3 separate regions of the Mus musculus genome follow, and all the other regions are linked to region 3. The links are chromatin contacts, called in public Hi-C maps. All regions are on one chromosome and are shown on one strand. Each heading gives the region's core, a stretch centred on a gene start, on an enhancer-like site or on the middle of the called end of the contact. The rest is flanking DNA. Distances are from core to core; before and after follow the strand shown. Region 1 has its middle 36 kb from the start of Gm46886. Region 2 overlaps Gm46887 (a long non-coding RNA gene). Region 3 overlaps Gm11266 (predicted gene 11266).

Evidence for each region. A called contact is a pair of places that touch in the nucleus more often than the background predicts.
Region 1: a Hi-C map of muscle stem cells shows a contact between it and region 3, with 2.0 times the contacts expected there. The contact joins two enhancer-like sites. A contact is called at or near these places in 1 of 15 datasets of contacts at CTCF or cohesin (the NIH/3T3 cell line), 7 of 484 Hi-C or Micro-C datasets (the C2C12 cell line, brown adipocytes, embryonic stem cells and 4 more), 10 of 115 datasets of contacts at active chromatin or transcription factors (T-cell acute lymphoblastic leukemia, a beta-TC-6 cell line, cardiomyocytes and 7 more) and 1 of 9 other capture datasets (embryonic stem cells).
Region 2: a contact with region 3 is called in a Hi-C map of cortical neurons, with 5 times the contacts expected there. The contact joins two enhancer-like sites. A contact is called at or near these places in 2 of 484 Hi-C or Micro-C datasets (cortical neurons and embryonic stem cells) and 3 of 115 datasets of contacts at active chromatin or transcription factors (embryonic forebrain, embryonic stem cells and forebrain).

Annotation. Positions count from the first base shown.
Region 1 is chr4:81,968,506-81,972,648 of GRCm38.p6, forward strand. No RefSeq gene overlaps it. Among named protein-coding and RNA genes, the nearest start is that of Gm46886, 36 kb to the left of the region's middle. Within about 2 kb of position 2,151, at least 27 of the 459 cell types and tissues checked have an H3K27ac peak or open chromatin away from gene starts, as enhancers often do. A contact at or near this core is called in muscle stem cells, where this site is marked.
Region 2 is chr4:83,181,022-83,184,959 of GRCm38.p6, forward strand. All of the region lies in intron 1 of Gm46887 (a long non-coding RNA gene), which reads right to left. Among named protein-coding and RNA genes, the nearest start is that of Gm46887, 3.6 kb to the right of the region's middle. Within about 2 kb of position 2,485, at least 33 of the 459 cell types and tissues checked have an H3K27ac peak or open chromatin away from gene starts, as enhancers often do. A contact at or near this core is called in cortical neurons, where this site is marked.
Region 3 is chr4:82,540,141-82,543,939 of GRCm38.p6, forward strand. The region is part of intron 1 of Gm11266 (predicted gene 11266); the gene reads left to right. Among named protein-coding and RNA genes, the nearest start is that of Gm11266, 34 kb to the left of the region's middle. Within about 2 kb of position 1,986, at least 38 of the 459 cell types and tissues checked have an H3K27ac peak or open chromatin away from gene starts, as enhancers often do. A contact at or near this core is called in cortical neurons and muscle stem cells, where this site is marked.

The DNA of each region.
Region 1 (4,143 bases), core at 901-3,400, 570 kb before region 3:
CTTTGATTTCACTAGTCCCTTGCTCAGCCTCACTCTCCATTTTTGACTCAATGCCCAGGGTGACCCATCAGAACAAGTCTCCAGAACTTCAACATCTTTGCTCAAAAATGGAAACAATAGTGCACACTAATAGTGCAGGCATCAGCAAAAGCACACAACGCCAGTTTATTAATATTCTAGAACAAGTCTACTTAAAGCAACCTTTTAAGTCCCATGTCATATCATCCTTTATAATTTTAATTAAAATGTTCACTACATTTATTTATTATAGAGTAGTGCATGCCACGGTGCACATGGGGAGGCCAGAGGAACAACTTATGGGAGTCAGTTCTTTCCTTAGAACATGTGGGTCCCAGATGGAACTCAGGTCATTAGGCTTGGCAGCAAGCACCTTCAACTGCTGAGATATTTTGCAGCCCATCCATCCTTCATCATTTTGATTATAGATCTCCCTACAGCTTGAAAGCGTCTCTTTTTATTCACCTGCTCATTTGTCCAGTTGGTCGTTCTCTCGCTCATTAAAATATACAGTCCAAGGGGATAGAGGTTTTCTCTGTAATGTATTAGGTTTTACCTGCTCTTAGGAGGCATCCAAGTCCATGAATGTTTGTAGAATGTGAAAGAGACCATTGATTAGTGATAAGTACCCATCTATAATCCTATACACACACACACACACACACACACACACACACACACACACACACACACACATATATATATATATATATATATATATATATATATATATATATATATATAATTTTTACTAGATAATACTCTTATGTACTCAACAATCATAATTTTAAAATCTACATGTTTATCCTAATGTGCGTGCGTGTGTGTGTGTGTGTGTGTGTATATATGAATACTACAATACTGGGGTACTGGGGAGTGGTAGTCTCTGGAACTGAACCTAGAAACCAGTTTATATTTCTTCTATGACAGGGCAGCTGTCTACCTGTTCATTTCTTTTGTTCATAAGATGACTGTCATTCTCCCTTACCCTAGTCTGATTTAGAATCTGCTCAGTAGCTGCAGCCCTCTTTACAGTTCATACCTACCACTTCCATGTGCCTAGCCAGTGGTAACTATGCACGATCTGATATCTGATATCATTATGAGTCCTCTTTACAAAGTTTGGGGTCTGGTAATTCAACTTTCTTTAGAGTCACTAGTTTAACTCCTTACTGAAACATAGGACATTGAGCCCTATCTCCAATGGTATAAACCCTCCCAAAGCAAACCCACAGATCTGATATTCCACAACAATGAGTTTGAGGCCACACATGAGGCAGCCACTGCTGGCCACATCCCAGCTGTGCTGCAGAAGGGTGACTAGCAGCCATGGTTTCCAGCTCAGGCTTCTGTAAGGCATCTCCAGAGGCGTTGGCAGTGTTAATTGCTAGCTCCTTCTGGCATGCCAGCCATGCTTCTTCATCGGGAAGACCATGCCATGTGCAAATAGCCCCCTGTGGTACTGCGACAGAACCCACATTTGGCAGCAAGCAGCAACATTTTAAAAGATGTTTTATTTGCTTTAGAGTTAGGTTCATTATGCCCTACCCCATCCTCCTGCTGACATTTGGGGACTGAAATATGTTTTTTTGTTTGTCTTGTTTTGTTTTTGTTTTTCCCATTTGTGGTGGGATTTCATCAGGTTACAAAGTTCTGTGTCCAGTGAGATTGTTGCAGAAGGGAGCCCATAGCTGAGTGTATGGACTAGTGTTTATATTCAGGAGTGTGGGAGCAAGGAGCTGTTACATGGGAAGGGAACACAGTGGGAAAAAGAATCTTCCTCTTTCTGAAGCCTGTGACTGACTTCCGTTCTGCAGTACTGCCCCACATGACCTAAGTCATTCTCATATCATTTTAAATTCTCCCTGTAGAGCTCCTCAAAGGGAGCCTTGGTTGTGACAAGCAAGCTTCTGTGGCTGACTTCCTGTAAGCAGAATCTCCACATCATTTTTCTGCCTGATTTAACTTGATCCTTCAGTAACCGGGATTTAGCCAGCTACTCTATGAAACGACACCAAGTCACATTCCCAAGGTCCGTAATATGCCATTCATTAGGATGACTCTCTTGGCATCCACTGTGGGTGTCCTCTTGCTACACCGTAAGACCTAGGGCAACAGAAAGAAGCCAAGCCACTGAAACAGCTGCTGTAGGAAGCGCTGTGGTCAGAGGGCCAACGCCAACGCCAAAGGCATGCAGCAACTGAAATGCAGATGTTCGATTTGGCAACACGACATGGCATGTGGGCCGTTCTGAGTCAGTGAACCAAGTGGGGTGACAAGGGTTTTCTTCTTACAGAGTTTGTCCTGAGATTGAAATTGCTAGATTGAATTCTCTTACTTCAAGAGATTAACTGATTAGCTACTGGGGACTCATGCAGTGAGAACATTTTGTTCTTTCTTGTCCCTTTCGTGGGATAGATCTTCAGGTGGAACAAAGAGATATGTACTCAACAGTCCTGCTTCATCTGAAAAGCCACCACTGGGGAGTCTCCCAGACACATGTGAAACAGAAACTCTTTGTTCTTGAGGCTCATAATCTAAGTTTCCTATCTTAAATTAAAGACAGGAAAAATAACACAAACAAACAAACAAACAAATCTCATACTCATCTCCAAGGTTGACACTTATACTACTTAGCTCTCCTAAGTTATATGTGCCTTCCCTAAAGTTTAATAGAAAGCTCTAAATTCTTCCACAAATTTCACATGCTGAATTCCTCATTGTTAGCACCTCAGATAATTATCTTATTTGGAAATTGAGTCAAGAACATGTATATGTATGTGTATGTGTATGTGTATGTGTGTGTGTATGTGTATGTGTATGTGTATGTGTGTGTGTGTGTGTGTGTGTGTGTGTGTGTATGTGTATGTGTATGTGTATGTGTATGTGTATGTGTATGTGTATGTGTATGTGTATGTGTATGTGTATGTGTATGATCAGTGTAGTTGAGATAAGGTCACAGTAGAGTCTAATGTGTATCTTACCTCATAAGATTGTTATCCTTATTAAAGGGGATATTGACCAGAGACATGTAGAGAGAACAGCATGTGAACAGAAGGGCAGAGATAGAGCAAGGAACACCAAGAATGCCAAGGAATATCAAAGTCACCAGCAAGTCACCAAGAACTAGGGGGATTAAAGGTGTGGAGAGGGATTTTGCTTCCTAAGGAGGGACCAAACAAAGTCACCACATAGGAGTACACTATAGTATTCTGGGACTATTTATGAGAGAGGAAGTTTCTGTCCTTGATTCTGTTTGTGGTGCTTGTTATAGCAACCTTAGCAAACTAATTCATACAGTTATTGCTTTCTGGTCTGTGGGCCCCCATCGTTCAAATTAAAGTCCTTGGGCTAATTCTCTCCACTAATTTTCCACACACGCTTTAGGGATTAAAAAGTTGAAAATGGATGTAGAAAATGAACAGATCCTGTTACACCGTTTTCAGTATCTTTTCAGTGTATTTAACAAAGCTATTGGTAAACCCTATATGAGTCGAAAAGTCAATGCCCTTTCGAGGCCACGGAAAAGGAGGATTTTAAGGCCACGGAAAAGGAGGATTTTAAGAAGTGGTGACTTTGAAGCAGGTATTGTGATATGATGAGACTTGAGTATACCGTGGGGCTTGCTCTGAGAAACAGGATCTGTAAGATGATAAAAGCCAAAGGCGACTCAGTGTGTTATGGTCAGAATGGAAGGGTGCCTCACATATACTAGCTCCAGAGGTCAGAGAAACACCATTTGTGTCTATAGTAGCTAACATCCCTCTTTTTTTTTTTTTTTCCAGATTTAGAAATGAACCGGAAACTTCAGAGACTAAGTCTGATGGGGAGAAGTTTCTACCCAGCTTGTAGGTAACTGAGTAGTCCAGGAAGTGGGCTCTAGGGAATGCTGTGCTTTTCACTCAGTCTGCTCTTCAAGAACGAGACACATGTGCCCTTCTATGCCAAGAATGATGGCTGCCGAGGGCTTACTGCTGACTCTTTTAGCATTGCCTGCACTTGAAGGGAAACTCCCTTACCTCAGGTCACATTCCATCTATGGGACAGCATACATACAAGGAATGCAAAGCCACCAGACAACATCATAACTCTTGTTTATTGATATCTCACTGTGTCCTGTGGCAG
Region 2 (3,938 bases), core at 1,235-3,734, 640 kb after region 3:
TGCCATCCCTCATCACGTAGGCAGTGTCAGAGCAGCTCAATGAGGATAGGCAGAGATGAAACAGAGGTGACAGAGGATGCCATTCCTTTGGCAGTATTAAAACTAATAAAAGTTGTATAGTGTTGTAAGGCTTGTCCTTGTTGTTTTCTATAGAAATATATTTATGGTTCCTTCTCAACAAATATGTTCATCAGCCCCCAGAAATTCCAGTGTAGGGGGCTGGCGAGATAGATCAGTGGTTAAGAGCGCCAACTGCTCTTCCGAAGGTCCCGAGTTCAAATCCCAGCAACTACATGGTGGCTCACAACAATCTGTAACAAAATCTGATGTCCCCTCTGGAGTGTCTGAAGATAGCTACAGTATACTTACATATAATAAATAAATAAATAAATAAATCTTTTTTAAAAAAAAAAAAAAGGAAATTCCAGTGTAGAGAGCCCTCTCAGCATATCATAAATCTCAACTTGCCAGGACCAAGGGGCCGGAAAGAAAAAGGTCCTCTCAGAATACTAATGTGGACTATTTTAATCATTAAAGCACACACATACAGTAGTATATGTGTGGATGTTCTTAAGACAGATTTAAACACACACACACACACACACACACATCTTCTGGCTTTTGTTTTAGACTATGTGCTGTTCCTTTTCCTTTCTTTTTATTTTGGTTATTGCTTAACTTAAAAAAAAAAAAAGATTTGGGCTAGTGATGGCTCAGAGTTGAAACCACGTACCTCATGCAGAGGACCAGAATTTGGTTCCTGGCACCCACATGTGTTGTTAACAGCTGTCCAACACTCCCTTCTGGCTTCTCTGGGCACTGTACTCACACACACACAACCACACATATATACATAATATATAAAAAAAATTTTAAGTCTTATTTTTTCCACATCAGTTTTAATGGTTATAATGGCTTCCCACAGGAAATTGAGAAGAAAGCGCAAAGATCTTCCCTCTGCAATCCCTCACAGTCTCCCCAGAAGGGTAATTCTGACCCAGGGCGCTACATCAGTTACAACTGGCAATGATATATACATTACAGAGTCATTTCAGTGCCCTAGAAGTCCAGTTACACTACTTCCTATTGGTCAATCAGTTTTATCTTAACAAGAAGAAACTAGGTTTCTAGTCCTGAGGTCTGATGCTGTAAGTTCAACAGAAACCAAAGATTCATCACTGCATATACTAGGTATTCAGAGACCACTGGGATCACCCCTTCTCAGATCGGACACAAGTATTCTCAGGAATAAATTGCCTTTGATTCAAAGAACAAATGAGAGGATAGACTAAACCTGCCTGGAATGACACCCAGGTAATTCGATACGCACATGCTAAACAGTGCATGCACAACACAGGAATGCCAAAAACACATAGAGCCAAGGATCCACAGAGTGGCCCCAGAATAGCTATCACTCCATTGCCAAGGGCTCTGAAATAAGACTAAGAAAGGAACTTTCTTGCTTGAGGTCATCAAAACATTGTTAAAACGAGAACAAGCCTTCCCACAGTGTTCTTTGAAGACCACAGTGTACGCTTAGAAGTGGACGTTTCCTTGGCTGAAAGCCAGTCTCGTTCCTTTCCACTGATCAGATCTCTTGCTGAAGACTGTCTGAAGGGAAAGTGGCCTAGGCATCAGATGACCCAGGAAACTCATCCCTGGAGGTAAAATTGATACCAGTGACCCAACGTTCTGGAGGGCACAGTGAGGAAAGGAAGCACACCCACTTGCCTACCCAGACTCCTTCAGTGCCTGTCAACAGATGGTGAAGATATAGAGCTAAAGGGTAGCATGAAGGTGTGGCCTGTAGGTGTGATCTCAGGTGGACTGTAAGTGTGATCTCAGAGTGGACTGTAGGAGTGACCTCATATTGAGCTGATGGTGTGATCTCAGAGTGGCCTGATAGTGTAGACTCAGAGAGACCTGATAGTGAGACCTCAGAGTGGCCTAAACCATAATGCCTTTGATTGCTCCAGCAAATTCCCAAGTACCAAAAATCTCTGATTTTCCCATTTCAACTCTCTCTTCTTGTTAACTGGAGACAGAATCACCAATAATGTGTGTGGGTTGTTCTTTTTTTCATGCCTTTGTTTACATCTAATGGTGTAGCCTTGTGTTTCAAAAAATATTTTCTCCTTTCCATTACTTTGATGATAAAGATCATTATCACCCCTTCAAAACAAAAATTCTGTACCAAAGCTGGAATACTTCATGAGAGAGAAGGTGCTTCCGTGTTCTTGAGAGCGAACAGTGAAGAGCATGAGTCCCCATTTTCTGGTCTAAGCATGAGATGACAGAAAGTGGGGTCACTCAAACAACTCAGATTGCCCCCGCCCCCTCCCAGAACAATAACACTGGGAGCAGCTTCTGCAGCTCAGAGGAAGCAAGTGTCTCTAATTAGGGAGCAAGAGCAGCTGAGGTAACTATTCTGGCAGCTGAGAAATTGCCTGATTTCTGTTTGTGAAGGTTGCCACCTACTGAGGAGCCTGCAACACTGCACCCGGCCTGAAAGAAAGGGCAGAGGATAAGGAGAAGGCAGGGTGAGGACAATAATACACAGGGGCATGGTGGACGGTGCCCACATGGCACACAGCATAGAGTCATGGTTATGAGAGGGTTCGGGTGGGAAATTGCATGTGGGAGAGGTCTACCTGAGCCTACAGGGCTCCGTGAAGCTTCTCCAAAGGGCTGAGGAGAGAGTGTGAAGCAGAAGTCAGGGGACTCAAACACCGAAGGAAGGAAATAATGGCAGACCCCAGGTGGTGGCAGCACTGGCCATAGAAGACCATTTGCCCTAATAATTTGTATTAAATGATACTTGACCCGGAGGGCTTTTCGAGGATAAATTAGGACACCCCCTCCCCCCAAAAAAGTTGAAGACTCACCAAGGCCTGACAGAAGTGCCCGGCAATTAAGAATCAATGAGCAGGTAAAGATGCCCCTGGGGGAGGCACAGAGAGGTCTTTGTGCTCATAAACACTAGGGAACCTGGAATGTTAAACACACAGGGCTGTTCCTTCAAAGGAAGGGATATACACCCTGCTACCTGCCCAGAGATCTGGAAGCAGACGTAGTTAATAACACGGTGATCTTTGTGCTATATGAGTGAGCTGGGGACCACACCAGACACTCCCCAAAACTCCTATCGTGAGCTTATTTTTCTCAATCTACAGAACTCATCTCTACCGAATGTGTCACAGGTACTTTACAAAGGATTTCAACATAGTCACATCCGATCTTTATTTAGCTTACTTTGTTCTTCAAGGAGGTTTATGTGGGCTTCATTGTGCACATGTAACCAGGAAAGTTTCCACCAAATTGTGCACTGCTTTAATATGCCTAAACTACTCGAGGTCAGATTCCCACAGTTTGGACCAATACCAGCTATTTAGTCGTGCTGAACGAAATTGCATGCTGATCATTACTCTGCTGGATGTGGTGGTTGTAGAGAACACACACACACAATCCAATCAGAAATCTCTGGACAGAGCTGGCTACTGTGACTCACACCTGTGATCCCATGTGTTCAGGATGCTGAGGCAAGAGGATTGAAGTCAATTTCAAGGCCATACTGGACTGCATAGTAAATTCCACGTCAGCCATGAGTGAGAATCCAGTGGCTGTGGCTCCCTCAAGAGCCAGCCCTGTCCCCTAAGACACGAAAGGCAGCAACTGGCCCACAGAAGAATGTCCCCATGTTTCTAGACCATTCTCTTCTTTTAAACATCCCATGTTTCTGTTGCTAACATCAATGGATCGGAGGGGTGGGGAGAAATACTCCTGGGGCCAACAGAGCAGCAGAGAAAGCATGCAAGTGCTAACAAGGACTCCAAACTCCAGGAAGAGCGTGAGGCAAACAAGTTAATCTGGGTGAAAAGAGACAGGCAAGAGCTTTTTACTAAGGAAACCGGGTTTTGGCCAGTACAGTAGTTTATTCA
Region 3 (3,799 bases), core at 736-3,235:
GATAGCTGCACCCATGAAACATCCGAAGGCCTTTCCCACCTCCCCTCAAAGATGATGACTTGTTTAAGGTCCAAGGCTCAGAAGTCATCAGCTCCCTAACATTCTGTACTTGTCCTGGAGACTGCTCCTTTGTCTCTGATTGGCCCCTCTCGGCACAGCCTGCAGGGCAGTTTCTCCTAGGAAGCATTCTATCTGCTAAGCCCAAGCTTGAGAGGCAATCCTCCTGCAAAGTGTGGCTAAATTGTAGACAGCATCTCAGGAAATTTTGGGTGAGGAACAGATCATCTTGGCTTCCGCACAGTTTTCTAAACCCAACTCTGTATTGTCATTTTGAAGAAACTGAGGCACGGGGGGGGGTGGGGGTGGGGGGGAGGGGTAGGGGGCAGATTTGACCCAAGGATGTGGGAGGAGCTGAGAGCAGGGCCTGGAGCAGCCTCAGAACATCTTGAGTTTGGAGTTCATTTGCTCAATTTGAAGGAGGTACAGAAGCTGACAATGAGCTACTGTTTAGTGGGTATCAACTGTGTGCCAGAGCACGTGCCATCTAGACATGTTACATAAGTCATCTTCCTAGCAGCTCTGACGAGTCTCATTAGCCCCAGCAAAATGTAAAAGATATAATAGGAAGACAGGCATAAATCAAATTTCTTCAAGTAATATAAAAACATAAACTGAAAGTGAAAGCCTTCAGCTTCACTCTTCCTCCCAAAATACCACCTATAGTTTTCATCTCAGTGGCCGAGTATATACCTGACAAATGCTATCATCTTTCTATGAGTCGAAGAGAAATGCTCTCAAGTAAACACAACATGGCTGCCTGTCTCCAGGCTCAGCCCTTCCCATTGCTCTCTGTGAACTAATAAGATGTATGTGAAATTTGTGAGTGAAACATTGTGATCAAAAAAGTTACAAGACGAGAGTTGATAGCAGCTTTTTGTTTTCTTTCTTTCTTTTTTTCTTTCTGTCCTGTTCAGGAGCCAAAATTGCTACATGTTTTCAGACACTGAGACCATATTAATTATCTGTAATAATTGTATACGTCCTAGGCCTTGTAATTGTATAAACTGTTCCTCTCCAAGCTTCATGACCAAGACCCTAAGGCTGCCTCCATCCTGTGGTAGCCAGGGCTGGGGAATGCCCATTAAGCTATGGCTTTCCTTGACTATCTCTTAGAGTTGTTGGGAGACTTCAATGAGAGATAAGAAAAGGGGCTGTGCAAATTTAAATCCTCTTTCTATAAATGTAATTGCTTTTTTTCTAAGATGTCTTTAGGATCCTCTATGCAGATGGAACAATGGAAAATTGTGTTTTTGTTTTTGTTTTAGGGGGAGCTGTCTCTCTCTTAGAACTGGCTATTCAGACCAGACTGGGCTCAGACTCACAGAGATCTGCTTGTCTCTGCCTCCTGAGTGCTGAGGTTAAAGGTTGAGCTGCCACATACAGCAAATTTGGGGACTTTGCAGAAGGCTGTGCTTTTGGTGGTTGGTGGTTACAGGAGATGCTCATTTATCTGTGGGAACAGGAGTGCAGGGTATCTCATATGGGAAGACGTTAGCATGTGTGGAGTAGATTTCTTCCTGCTGAAGTTGGTTAGGGCACAGAGAGATATAGGTACACTGTATTGAGTGGGTGACCGAGAGTAGCAGAGGTGTGTCCCCCACCCCCCAGATGCTTAGGCCTGTCCCTTTGGTAAGTATTTACTACCAAAAGCTAGTCACAGACTGTTGGGGACACATGCCTGTAAGAGGGTAACAGTTTCCCAGGAACAATTCTTTCATTTATTACGTTTCTTTTGTGAGTAGAAAGAATGAATATGTGCCTTTTCTCACGTGATGCTCATTTTGTCCTGATTTAAAAATTTTTTTTGCTTTGCATCTTTCTTTTGGATCATGATGAGAAGTGACAATAGGCCACTGGTAGGGTCTCCTAGGCTTAGCAGAGACACAGCCATGGGAAGGCCGCTAGTCCTTCCTGCTAAAGCCTGCAGCATGCACACAAGACTGTTTGGAGAATCTGGTGGCCTCTAGGAAGGAAGGAGATGAGATGAAGAAGCCTGGGGATTCAGCTGGTTCCAAGAAATGTGTAAGTAGAGGAAAATCGAGTTTCTTAAGACCAGCAAGGCTTCAGAGCCTGTCTCAAGGCTCTGAAGGACACCAGGACAAAGGATACTGCGCCCTCTGGTGTTAGATTCATATCGGATTCCAGAGAGCTGTGTGGAGACCAGCAGCCAGGAGCTTCCTAAACCAACCACAGAAAAGTTTCTTTTGTTTGCTAAGCACCTTGGAGTGGAATTTGACCTTCCTTTCTCAATTCTGCAGTCCAAGTAGAGACTGCTCTAGAGAGAGCTGTGTGCTGCATGCGGGCTACTGTATTTTATTTGGTTTTCTTTGCATAAAATTTAGGCTAGCAGGACAAAGCTTGTTTAAAAGCAAACCCTTTTGGTTGGTCTGCAAACAATAATTCTGCCTTGTGGGTGATGATCTGGTTTGAGGGGAACCATTTAAAATTTCAGAACCCCTTATTCCTTCTCTTAAAAGTAAAGAGTTTTGAATAAGATGTTCAAGGGCTCCCTTAAGCTCCAGGGTTGAATAACTGGTACACTGAGCCATCTTTTCTCGGAGCCCTGCAAATGGAATTTGTTAATTTCTTTGCAGGTGCAGGCACATTTTAGCATCCAAAGTTTCCTGATTCTGAGCAAAGATTTTCTAAAAGCGCAAAAAATATATCTCTTTTCAGCTCAGAAGCCCCTCACCCTCCAGTCTCAAGTGAAAACCCAGCTAGGAAGCTGGAGAGTGAGCGAGCACCACTCAGTCTCTGCTATTTCTTTTAAAAATAAAGTACTAAGTGTTGTGCTGGAAATTCTGCTCAGTGTCGCATGTGGTAGGTGTGAATACATGCTTTAATTGTTCTAGGCACTAGACCAAAAACTTCTCCAGAATTAGCAGGGTTTTCAGCTATAATCTGGCTAACATTTTTCTGCAAATAGGTATGAAGACCAGACTGAGTTGCCATCAACAATTACAGCTATTCCTCATCTAGTCAGGTGATCAGCCCCGGGGAAGAATTATGGCGCCACTGAGAGTTTTCCACTCCTCAAACCTGTATGTCTTGTCTCTGACGTGAGCAGTCGGTTATGCCTCCAGGCGGCCCCTTCCTTCTGCACTGCCTTTCAACTGTTATCTCTGTGCAATGGGCACAGTTTATTATTATTATCATCACTACTAGGGATCTCATGATTGCCCCGTAAAGAATACTTGAGCAGCAGCCTTAGTTCTGTAGCTATGAAGAGAAAGGGTGCAGTTGTTGTCCCGTATGAGATGGGGTCTGGAGGAGCCGGTCTCCCTCTGAGAGAGGTAAGCCAGGAAAAAGAATGTTACACAAAGCATGCAGATGAGATGCTTTGTGTAACTGACTCCTGCCTCACAAAGGGAAGACTCTGGGTGAGAAGGCTTTACCAGGTGGCTAATGGCAGTGACTTGGAGTACTGTGTCCCCCATTAAAGGAAACAACTGTGTTATGGGCTAAAATGCGTGCTTCCAAAATTCACCTTACCGTTCTAATCCCTTGTACCTCAGAGTGTGGTTGTATTTGGAGATAGGTTCATTTTTTTAAAAACTCCGTTCATTGATTACTTGTTTATTTGTTGTGTGTATGCACTTATGGAGGCCAGAGGACAACTTGTAGGAGTTGGCCTTCCACTTTTTGGGTTCCAGGGATCAAATTTAGACGATGATCAGTTTTGATGATCAGTTTTGGCAACAAGCACCTGCTGAGCCATGTCATCAGGCCCACGTGACAG